Linked DNA regions of Zea mays: regions 2 and 3 are each linked to region 1. Evidence: chromatin contacts called from public Hi-C data. All regions are on one chromosome and are shown on one strand. The core of a region is the stretch at or near the end of the contact, and the rest is flanking DNA. Distances in the headings are between cores, read along the strand shown. Region 1 holds the start of LOC100281127. Region 2 has its middle 19 kb from the start of LOC103643872. Region 3 holds the start of LOC103643871 (oxysterol-binding protein-related protein 1C).

Region 1 (3,156 bases), core at 210-2,709:
AGATCGAGAAAATCCCCGAACCTCTGCCCCACCCATTCGCAGCGACACCGTAGCTCATGTGAGAAACGACCGCGACCGGGACCGAGCCTTACACCCGTGCTTTGGCGTGGGACAGACGATGGGATTTGTTTAACCACAACCTAAAATTCGCTTCTATGGGGAGTCGATCCCAGAACCTGAGGAGTGTTACTCAGGCCACCTAACTAACTCTGTTAGAGGCTCTTTCGTCCTAAATTAAACAATAGAGATCAAGCTTAAAAAAAACTGCTCCAATAATACCTTATTTTATAAAAAAATGTCAAAAAATATAGGTCACCTCCTGAAGTGCCACAAATATATTGTATGTTATTGTGATGTCTCATGTCTAGATCTAAACGAATGGACACTTTATAAAACTTTCATTTCCATTCCAAACGAACATAGTAGATTAACATATTTATGCTAATCACTTGATTTGGAGCTTTACCGTTGGAGCTTGATTTTTTTTGTTGATGCCCTAAATTCTATAAATATATTTATTTTAAATTTTTAGGACATTTTTACATGGTAACATTGTTAGAGATGCTCTTAGAACCTATAAAAAAAAGAACTTACTTTTCAGAACTTCAGAACCTGTACATTGGTGAGGCAAAAAGGAAATGAACCTGTGGCTGCAGTATACTTGTGGAGGTGGTATAGAGAAGCTCCCATTTGCCGTTTAGGAGATCGGACTTGAGCGGCTCCTTCACCTGGTTCACCGCCTCCAGTTGCTGAACAATCTGAAGCAAAAAAAGAAAAAAAAATACACGTGAGTCTCTGCCATCAACCAATTACCAAATGCACGGTGCGTCCCTCGTAGCTACTAGTTTCTTCGTCCTCACCTGCTCGACGCGCTCCTTGTCCTCGGGCGTGGCCTCGGCGCCACGGTCCAGCGGTGCAATGGCGTCGAGGAGCTCCTCCTTGAGCCTCATCGCCTTCTCAGCGTCCTTCTCCCCCTTGTTCCCTGTGAAGAACGGCGGCAGGAAGGGGAAGGACGAGATGCCTGCTCTCCACCTGCCACCGCCATCCCTACCGCCGACACCCGGGGCCGCGGCGAGCGCGAGGCCTGGTGCTCTCCTGCGTTCGCTGCTCCGCGACGACGCGGGAAGTTGGGAGGAGGCGACGACGACGACGCTGGGGCCGGGGCTGGCGGCCAGCGGGCGCGAGGATCCGGGCGCGCACGAGACCGAGAAGGCGGGCGCCATGGCACGGCGCGACCCGGCACCGCCGCACGGGGAAGCGGAGGGAGACGGTGGAAGCTCGAGCGGGATTTTTGCGTGCGATTGCGGTGGAAGTCGTGTGATTTTCAATAGCAGGCCAGCAAGGCAGAGCATATCGCGTTTATTTGAGTGGTGGATAGAGCGCGCGGGCGCGGCGGCCCGGGTGCCGCCGGATGGGGGAGCAGGTGGTGGTGTCCGTGCACCGGTGCAAGCTTCGGCAAATAGCACACCACGGGATCACAAATTCACAGTCATCCGTCATCCGTGCTCTGCAAGTTGGGGGCTGATGAATGCCAGGAAACCTTAATGGCTTCAATCAAGTGATTCAAATCATCTTTATTTGAAACCAAACACAATTTAACCATCGTCCTTATCAAGAAAAAAAACATAACCATCGACGGGTAGCCAAAACTTGTTTTTTCAACTACATTTGTTAAGGGGAGAGATCTCGAATCATAACTCTTCGCCACATGATCATCTCGTGCAGGGATGAAAACAGGTATACCAGTGGCAGGTGAATAATCCCCAGAACACTGGATCTGGTAAATAGTAATTCGTCAGGAGCAGTCTGGACTCCTTGCATCGAGCATAGGTTGGGACAGAGGAATACAAATGGATGTAAACAAGAATTTGATCTTCATTTATAGAACCGACCCATATGAGCTAGTATGTCATTGCTACAAAATCTGCAGCAGCTGATGGCTACCCCATGATTTGTCAATGGCAGCATAAAAGCTCGAAACAAAACACCCAGCAGTAGTAGCGCTACACACACACACACACACACACACACACACAGAGAGAGAGAGAGAGAGAGAGAGAGAGAGAGAGAGAGAACTTCAATACATGGCAATACGATTTATTCATCCTGGGAGGCGGGTGACTTCTTCTTGGCAACTGAAGCCCTCTTTCCCTTAAGTGTCCGGCAGTTGTTCTTTGTCCTCTGGCCACGAACTGGGAGTCCAAGCTTGTGCCGGATGCCCTTGTAGCACCTAATCTCCTTCAGCCTCTCAATCGCCACACGGTTGAAACGTTTCTGTAAAGCATACCAAACAGCAGTGTGCCAGCTCTCAGCGTTTTCACTCCCTTGGAGTCCAACATCGATATAAAACTAAACAGTTAGGACAGTCAGGAATCATCTATGACTAAGGAAGTGAAATTAAATACGCAGACCTGCAGAATGAACTTCAAAGCTTTCAAGGAATCATTGATATGTTAACTAAGTAACTATGGTAACCATACAAGTCGTTAATCATCATGAACTACTGAATCAAATAACTGCAGCGAATAATCGACAAAGGGATCAGGGACGTTACAAGGTCTCCCTCAATCATGTACTTGCCAACCTCCTTACGGAGGGTGATGACCTCCTCCTCGGAGAGGTCCTTGGTGATCTTGTTATCGAAATTGAGGTCCAGGAGGATCTGGCGTGAGCGTGAGCGTCCAATGCCATGTATGTACTGCAGCGAGTACTCCACCCTCTTGTGGTTTGGAATCTCAACACCACCAATACGGATGCACTCGATCCGCAAGCCACCGTGACCGATTCCTCCCTTCTGTCAGGCCACCCAACATACAGCACAATCAAAAACCGCAAAATAAACCACCAACATGAGCCTGGGTATGAAGGGTCATTCAGATGGGGATAAATTAATGATGTATCGAAGTTCATGTTTGTGTCGTATTCAGGCTGTGCGCACAATGCAACAGCGATAATAAACAACAGCTCCTATAATCAGGTTCAGAATTTCAGATCCACATCAAAAGTCTAAAGAAACATCCTTTTCTTTGCTACTAGAATCAGTCATACTGCTGTACCATGAAACACTAGCATTACTGACAATGCGCTAGAAAATTCATATGCATGAACCAACACGCGCCATTTCCTACCAATGTATTGAAAATTAGCAGTTCACAG
Region 2 (3,156 bases), core at 223-2,722, 250 kb before region 1:
AGACTATGGATGAGACTTTTGTGATGTAATTGATGAGACTATGGATTTAAATATTGTTATGTGATTGTGTGTGAGATATTTTATGTGAAAATATGTTGTGCTATATATCTGTTGATATATTTATTATGTTGTGGAATCTGGTGTAAAATAAAAATAAACAACATTTGTAATGCTGGTCAAATTAACTTCCTAAAGGCTTATTAAGTCGTAGGAAGTTAGCCAGTGCTACAGTCAGAAGTTAGCCAGCTAACTTCCTAGGGGCTACAGTAAGCCGTAGGAAGTTAGTCACGCTGCAGTCAGCCGTAGGAAGTTACTTGTAGGAAGTTAGTCAGCTGACGGCGCTGACGGCGTGAAGCTACTAACTTCTGAGAATCTACTAACTTCCGAGAGGCTTTTTGGCTGTAGGAAGTTAGCTAACTTCCTAGAGGCCTATAGGAAGTTAAGCTAACTTCCGAGAGTTTAGGTAACTTCCTATAGTTTAGACCTAATTTTTTAGGGTTTAGACTCTATGAAGTTTACTATTTTGGTGTAGTGTCACTCACGCCTTAGGTAGCCTACGGGCTACGGTGGTGAGGCCAGCTTGCTAAAGTTCTTGGGTAGACAAAGGTTTTCTCTAGACAAAAGAGGGATCGAAAATATATATATGTTGAGACTTTCAATTCTACTACCATTTCTACGTATAATTTTAGGCTTTTTAGCCTTTAAATGTGGGGAGCAAAAACAGAGGTGAACGGAAGGGAAGAATCAGCGCTGAGCGGCAGCACCTGATCTATGCAAAAGTTGCAAGCCGTTGGGCTGGCGGTCCAAATATTTCCTGCTGCCGCACAGCCGGCGCTAGCCGCGCTCTAGGCTCCGGCGTCCGAGGCCACACAGACACAGTCAACAACACGCGCATGCCTCAGAGCCGCATAGATGGACCGATCGATCGAGTTCTGAACTCCGAAATAACTCGGCGATAGTACAAGGCAACGGTGGCAGTGGCACGCACGGCAACGGCAACCCGATGGAAGGCCTTTATTTGGCACCGGCGTGCACGCCGCGCGCCGAACCACTGTTGGAGCGCCCTGCCGCGAGCATGCAGGTGCAGCGTGCAGCACCTGTGGCATTGCCCTTCCCCGTTGCAGCACAGTGTTCTGCTTGGGTTGCCAGTTGCATTTCTCCATGCCGTCCCCGGTCGGCTTCTCGAGCCCTGTGCATGGATGCAAGCAGGAGCAGCAAGCGGCAGCCGCAGCTCGTCTGCGACCGTGAGCTAGCCTGCAGCAGCGGCCAAGCCAAGGCGGCGGCAGGTTCTTGCTACAGAAGGCTAGAGGCTACTCTTGCCGCACGCTCCAACTACGCCGAGACGTACGTGCGTGTTGTTGTTGCCCGGTCACGTACACGCACTATTTGCTCAGGCCATCTCGTCTGTCCTCCGGCCGCCAGCTAGGAAGCGCCAAGCCGTACGGTGGAGTATATCTCCAAAAGGAATGGTGAATCCGCCGAGCCGGGACTGCGCAAAGGATCGCCAAAGTCGCGTCATCACAGCCGTCGAGGTAGTTGTCGGGTGCGGCCGCGTCAAGCCCTCTCTCAATCCGTATTAATCCCCTCCAATCCATATAGATTAAAAATAACCGAACAGGCCTTTAATAGAAGATAATAGAAGAGCTATGTGCAGCGCCTGATGTGCTGTGCACGCCGGACGGGATGGCGATCCACTTGTTGCAGTGCTTCTCGCTCGTGCGTTGAACTGAACGCACGCACTGCCGGCGCCGAGGCGCGAGGACCTGTGAGATGCATGTTGTTGTGCAGGGGACGAAGTTTTCGAGAGCGTGTCGTGAATCACGCAGATCGGCTTGCAGTGCTCAGTTGCGCACCTACTATTGAACTGTAGTACTACCAGCTGATAGTTGCAACGCTGCACATTGAAGGTGGGCGTAATTTGCCGGAAGATGGACCACATGGGCTGTGCCACTGGCCCAGCGGGCTGACATAGCCCATCCCAACGTTTGAGTCAAATAGCTCACCTAGCGCAAGGTCAATAATTACTCAGTCGTCGAAAATATAAGTCCAATGTGTATCGTACTATCGTGCCGAAGCCAGACTATCATGCTTCATCACATGGAAGTGTAATTAAGAGGAGAGAGAAACTTTCATGGACATGACTGTAACTTGACGAAATGCGTCAGGCACCGGTGGACAAAAGAATTTAATGAACATGTTTTCTATGATCTGGAACTGAACATAAAAAGTGTTTTTTTCTCGTTGATGGGGTCTCCGAATTATGACGAGTGAATTTGAGTTCTCTTTAGGGCTGAGCATTCGGTTTTATTGGTTATTCGGTGCGGATTATTCGGTGTTAAAAAAAGTTTGGTGCTTGGAAAATGGAAACCAAGCTTTTTGTTTAGAAATAAAAACCGCACAATTTAGTGTTCGGTTTTTCTGGTTTCGTTTTGGTACTACCACAATCACCAAACAAGTAGCAAATTAAAACTACAAACATAAAATTGCCTAAAAAACATATTAATAGTTCATCAACAAGTACTTAATAAAACTGCATAAACAATCTAGTGTCGAATAAGAGTAACTAACTCATAGTTCTTAAAAATTAAAATGATATGAGTCTAGGGTTTAGGACCTTATATGAGTTGTTTGTTGGGCATCAAGGTAGGTTTGCTAAATTTCGGTTTTTGCTGTGCGAATATTGGAAACCGCACCAAACACCAAATAGAGCTAAAATCTAAACCACGCCAAACATCAAAAATCAAATATACCACAAATTTCGGTGTATGGTGTACGGTTCGAACGATGTTTGATAATTTTTTGCCCACCCCTAGTTCTCTTCGCAAAACTCCGCCACAACGCACGTGGATTTTTTGCGCCGCCGCTGCTGAGCGTGGCAGGCTTGGCAATCAAACACACTCTTGCTTTGTATCTAGATATTATACATACATTATAACTTAATAGTCTAAAGTTTTACTAAAAATAGGTTCGTTATATTTGTCAAAGCTATTTATAACTTTGTTACAATCTATATCCAGGATTTTACATATTGACAACACAGAATTAAGCCTGCTAAATTTGTTAGAAGAACTTCAATAATATTCTTTGCGCCAAAATGTAGGTTGTTTTAGCTTGACATAGTTTAAAATAAGAGATCCAAATTACTCCTCCATTTTT
Region 3 (3,156 bases), core at 220-2,719, 230 kb before region 1:
ATTGACAAAAACAACAGCATAAGAAAGGTAATAGAACAATTGAAAATTTTATAGCACGGTCCACAGAGTAACAGCTAACATTCAGATCTCGAAATACAATATGGTCAGTGGATGCAATCTACTACAGAATAGCATGGTCGTACTTTTTCCTTCAATGAATTCAATCGTGTACAAGATGTAGAATATCACAAGCATGACACACCATGCAGTAAAAAGCAATCATTCGCACTTCATACATAACCAGATTCTGTTCGATCCGCAGGTACCAAGGTGCAGTTTATGGAAGTACCTCTAGCTGGCGAAGAGTTTCCAAGAGGAGCGCGTGCTTCTGCTTGGAGAGCACAAGCTGCTTGTGCAGAGCCTCGAATTCTGCCCGCACGATCATCTCGCTGTCAGCAATGGCCGCCTCGCTGACCCCTTCCTGCTGCAGCCGCTGCCTTAGGCGCTCGGTCGAGACGGCCACTGCCGCTGCGGTGTCCCCTGGCCCGACCATCTCGCTGGAGGACATCCTCGGGAACATGTCCTTGGTCGCCCGCAGCGCCTCGAGCCACGCAGCTCTGTCCTCCCTGGTCTCCGCTCTCAGGTGCAACGTCTTCGTCCCCGAGAAGATGGAGAATCTCCTGTCGTCCGATCTGCTCTCCCTCACGGTCGACACCTGCACACGCAACCGCTCCTTTAGCAAGCTGGCAACAGACGAAGTGGATCTGGCGATCACGGAGGCGGCAAGAACCGGAGACCTTGAGGTGGATTTCGCCGATGGGGTTTCGAGGATGGTGGTGGCCGTTGGAGTGGGACGACGAGGAGGTGGAGGGGCGGTTGAGGCGGCGGAGGGAATCATCGCCGATGACCTTGGCGCCCCGCTCGGTCTCGCGCGATAGGATGATGCGGTCGGGCCCGTGGATCTTGTAGTAGGAGAGCACGCCGTCGTGGAGAGCGAACCAGCGCGGCCTCCAACCGCGCCCGTAGTTGACCCACTTGTACAGGATTCCCGAGATGCCGCCGCCGACGATCTCGTTCAGCTTCACCCCCTCGGGCGGCGAGGAACCGCCTCCTCCGCCACCGCTGACCCCCGCCGCGCGCGCGCGCCTCTCACCGCCAGAGGCGGGGTTGCTTCGGGGCGGAGGAGGCGGAGGAGGCGGGGGCTGCGGTGGCGGCATCACGGCCGGGGCGCCCGCCACCGCAGAGGACGCGGCCGCGGCGGAGGCCACGGGCGATACAGGCACGAGCGGCGCACAGCAGAATGGGTGCATGGGAGAGTCCGGATCAGCACCGGCCGGGGCGCGCGCGGTCGCCCCTGTCGCCGGCGAAGTAGCGAATTCTTTTGTGTTTTTGATTTTTTTTATTTTTGCTCCGGGAACGGACGCATTTTATTTTGGGGAGGTGGGTGAGACAGGTTTAAATGCCGCCGGGGGCCGGGGAGAAGGTCAGAAACTCAGGAGAACGAAAACGGAGGTAAACAGGAACTTGTATGCTTGCGCCTTGCCTTTGCGTGACGGTTGGGTGTCCCTTGGTCACGAACTCACGTCGTCAAGGTCAATAGTGACAGTGAGGCGTTGTCTCGATTTAGCGAGTAACCTTGTTGCCTTTTGTTCTGAACATTATTTGGCCGTGTTTTGAATTTGTTTCTTGATCACCGTTACGGTTACGTTGAGTTCCCCGTATAAGAACACATGGCACGTATACATACGATGGGAGTGGAGGCCATTTTTTTACTTCAGTATTTAAAAAAATCATGTTTGCATTTTAGTATCTCATGGACTCGGTCCATATAAATATTTAATAATTTAAATGATGCACCATAGACTTGGATAAAACCAGCACAGTGATCAAGAAGATCAACTTATTGGATACCTCTAAAGATCATGCAAGAGTATAAGGCACAAAACCAAATAAGCCCACATAAAGAAACGCAAAGCAACAAGCATAGAGAAGCACCCAATGTGTCCGCCCAATGTGTCTGGTGGTGTACTAAACAAGTAATGTTCTTGTACTGAATAAAAGTACTGAAGAAAGTAGTACACTAGTCACACAGGTGTGCGCTAGATATAACACCAGATAGGTTATCCAGAGAGGTTTGCAGCGTGTAGATAGAGGTTTATAATGCAACGAACATGTGTGGTGACATATGGGACTCAGGGTACTCAGAGAGGTTACAAATACAAACAAACCAAGTTACATGCACCAAACATGTCCAGTATAGCGCTAGTGATCGCACCAAACACCTCGAGCTCAATGACCGGAAATGGCTAGTTCCAATGGTTAGCTAATGTGTATACATCGGATGTGTCAGGTGATTGCACCAGACATGTTCAGTGAGTATGCAGAAATTCTATGTCGTTTCCAATGGATAGCTTGGACACGTGGGGCTATAAATACGACCCAATTGGCAATTTTGAGGTGTGTGGGAGCTCAGAAACAATGCTAGAGAGTTGAGATTCCATTCCTATAGCTCTAGACACCCAGGTGCTTAGAGAATCACTCGGTGATTAGCGTACTGTCGATGTTTCGAACCAACACCAGCGAGTGAATTTGTGTATGCGCGTTCTGGATCCCGATGGTGTGCTCAGTGGGCGCAAGATTTATATTTGTTCAAGCAGAATATCCCTACATCTAGTCTTCGGTGGCTTACGCTATCGCCACCTGATTAGCAGAACATCCCTACTTCCAGTCTTCGGTGGCTTGTGCTATTGCCACCTGTTTGATTATGCTCGTAGTAGGGGTCACAAGCGGGCGAGTGAGGCAAGGATCCCAAGTATCTATGTGATGCTGGTTCCGAGGATCTACATATCGGGTGTTTGTTACTTGGCTAAGTCATCAAGTGTTGTTGCTTTGTGTTGTTCGGGAGCTTCCTCCCTTCCTTGGGTCGATCGCCTCCCTTTTATAGTCTAAGGAGGGGGCAGTTACATATGGCTTCCCCTCGGAAGGATCGTTGTACCAAGACGGAGTAATTCACCCTCTGGTCGCCTGCTTATTTGTCCTCGTACAACCCTCCAGTCGCCTGCTTAAGTTTGTTGGGGAAGCATGTCGTCGAAGGGAGTCTGAGCATCATCATTGCGTTCTTTGTCCACATCTTCCACGCTAACCCTTGGTCTCCACGGTCTGACCCCTAGCCCTCCTTCGTTGCTTTGTGGCCCTCGTAGGGCATCATGGGGACTC

The links. Hi-C and Micro-C count contacts between places; a contact is called where the count stands out from the background.
Region 2: a Hi-C map of leaf shows a contact between it and region 1, with 7 times the contacts expected there. The contact joins the enhancer-like site here to the promoter of LOC100281127 in region 1. A contact is called at or near these places in 13 of 25 Hi-C or Micro-C datasets (bundle sheath, ear, endosperm and 5 more) and 1 of 3 datasets of contacts at active chromatin or transcription factors (seedling).
Region 3: a contact with region 1 is called in a Hi-C map of leaf, with 10 times the contacts expected there. The contact joins the promoter of LOC103643871 here to the promoter of LOC100281127 in region 1. A contact is called at or near these places in 5 of 25 Hi-C or Micro-C datasets (ear, leaf, leaf mesophyll and 1 more).

What each region holds. Positions count from the first base shown.
Region 1 is chr1:271,764,781-271,767,936 of Zm-B73-REFERENCE-NAM-5.0, reverse strand. LOC100281127 reads right to left here and starts at 1,459. Exons shown (of 6, transcript NM_001154046.1): 1 at 861-1,459; 2 at 645-758. The coding sequence starts at 1,352. It overlaps LOC100283244 (30S ribosomal protein S13, chloroplastic-like), which reads right to left. Exons shown (of 3, transcript NM_001156146.2): 2 at 2,555-2,794; 3 at 1,859-2,274. The coding sequence ends at 2,098.
Region 2 is chr1:272,016,182-272,019,337 of Zm-B73-REFERENCE-NAM-5.0, reverse strand. No RefSeq gene overlaps it. Among protein-coding and RNA genes, the nearest start is that of LOC103643872, 19 kb to the left of the region's middle. Within about 2 kb of position 1,472, at least 20 of the 20 cell types and tissues checked have an H3K27ac peak or open chromatin away from gene starts, as enhancers often do. A contact at or near this core is called in bundle sheath, ear, endosperm and 5 more, where this site is marked.
Region 3 is chr1:271,995,871-271,999,026 of Zm-B73-REFERENCE-NAM-5.0, reverse strand. LOC103643871 (oxysterol-binding protein-related protein 1C) reads right to left here and starts at 1,469. Exons shown (of 10, transcript XM_008667051.4): 1 at 738-1,469; 2 at 290-655. The coding sequence starts at 1,250.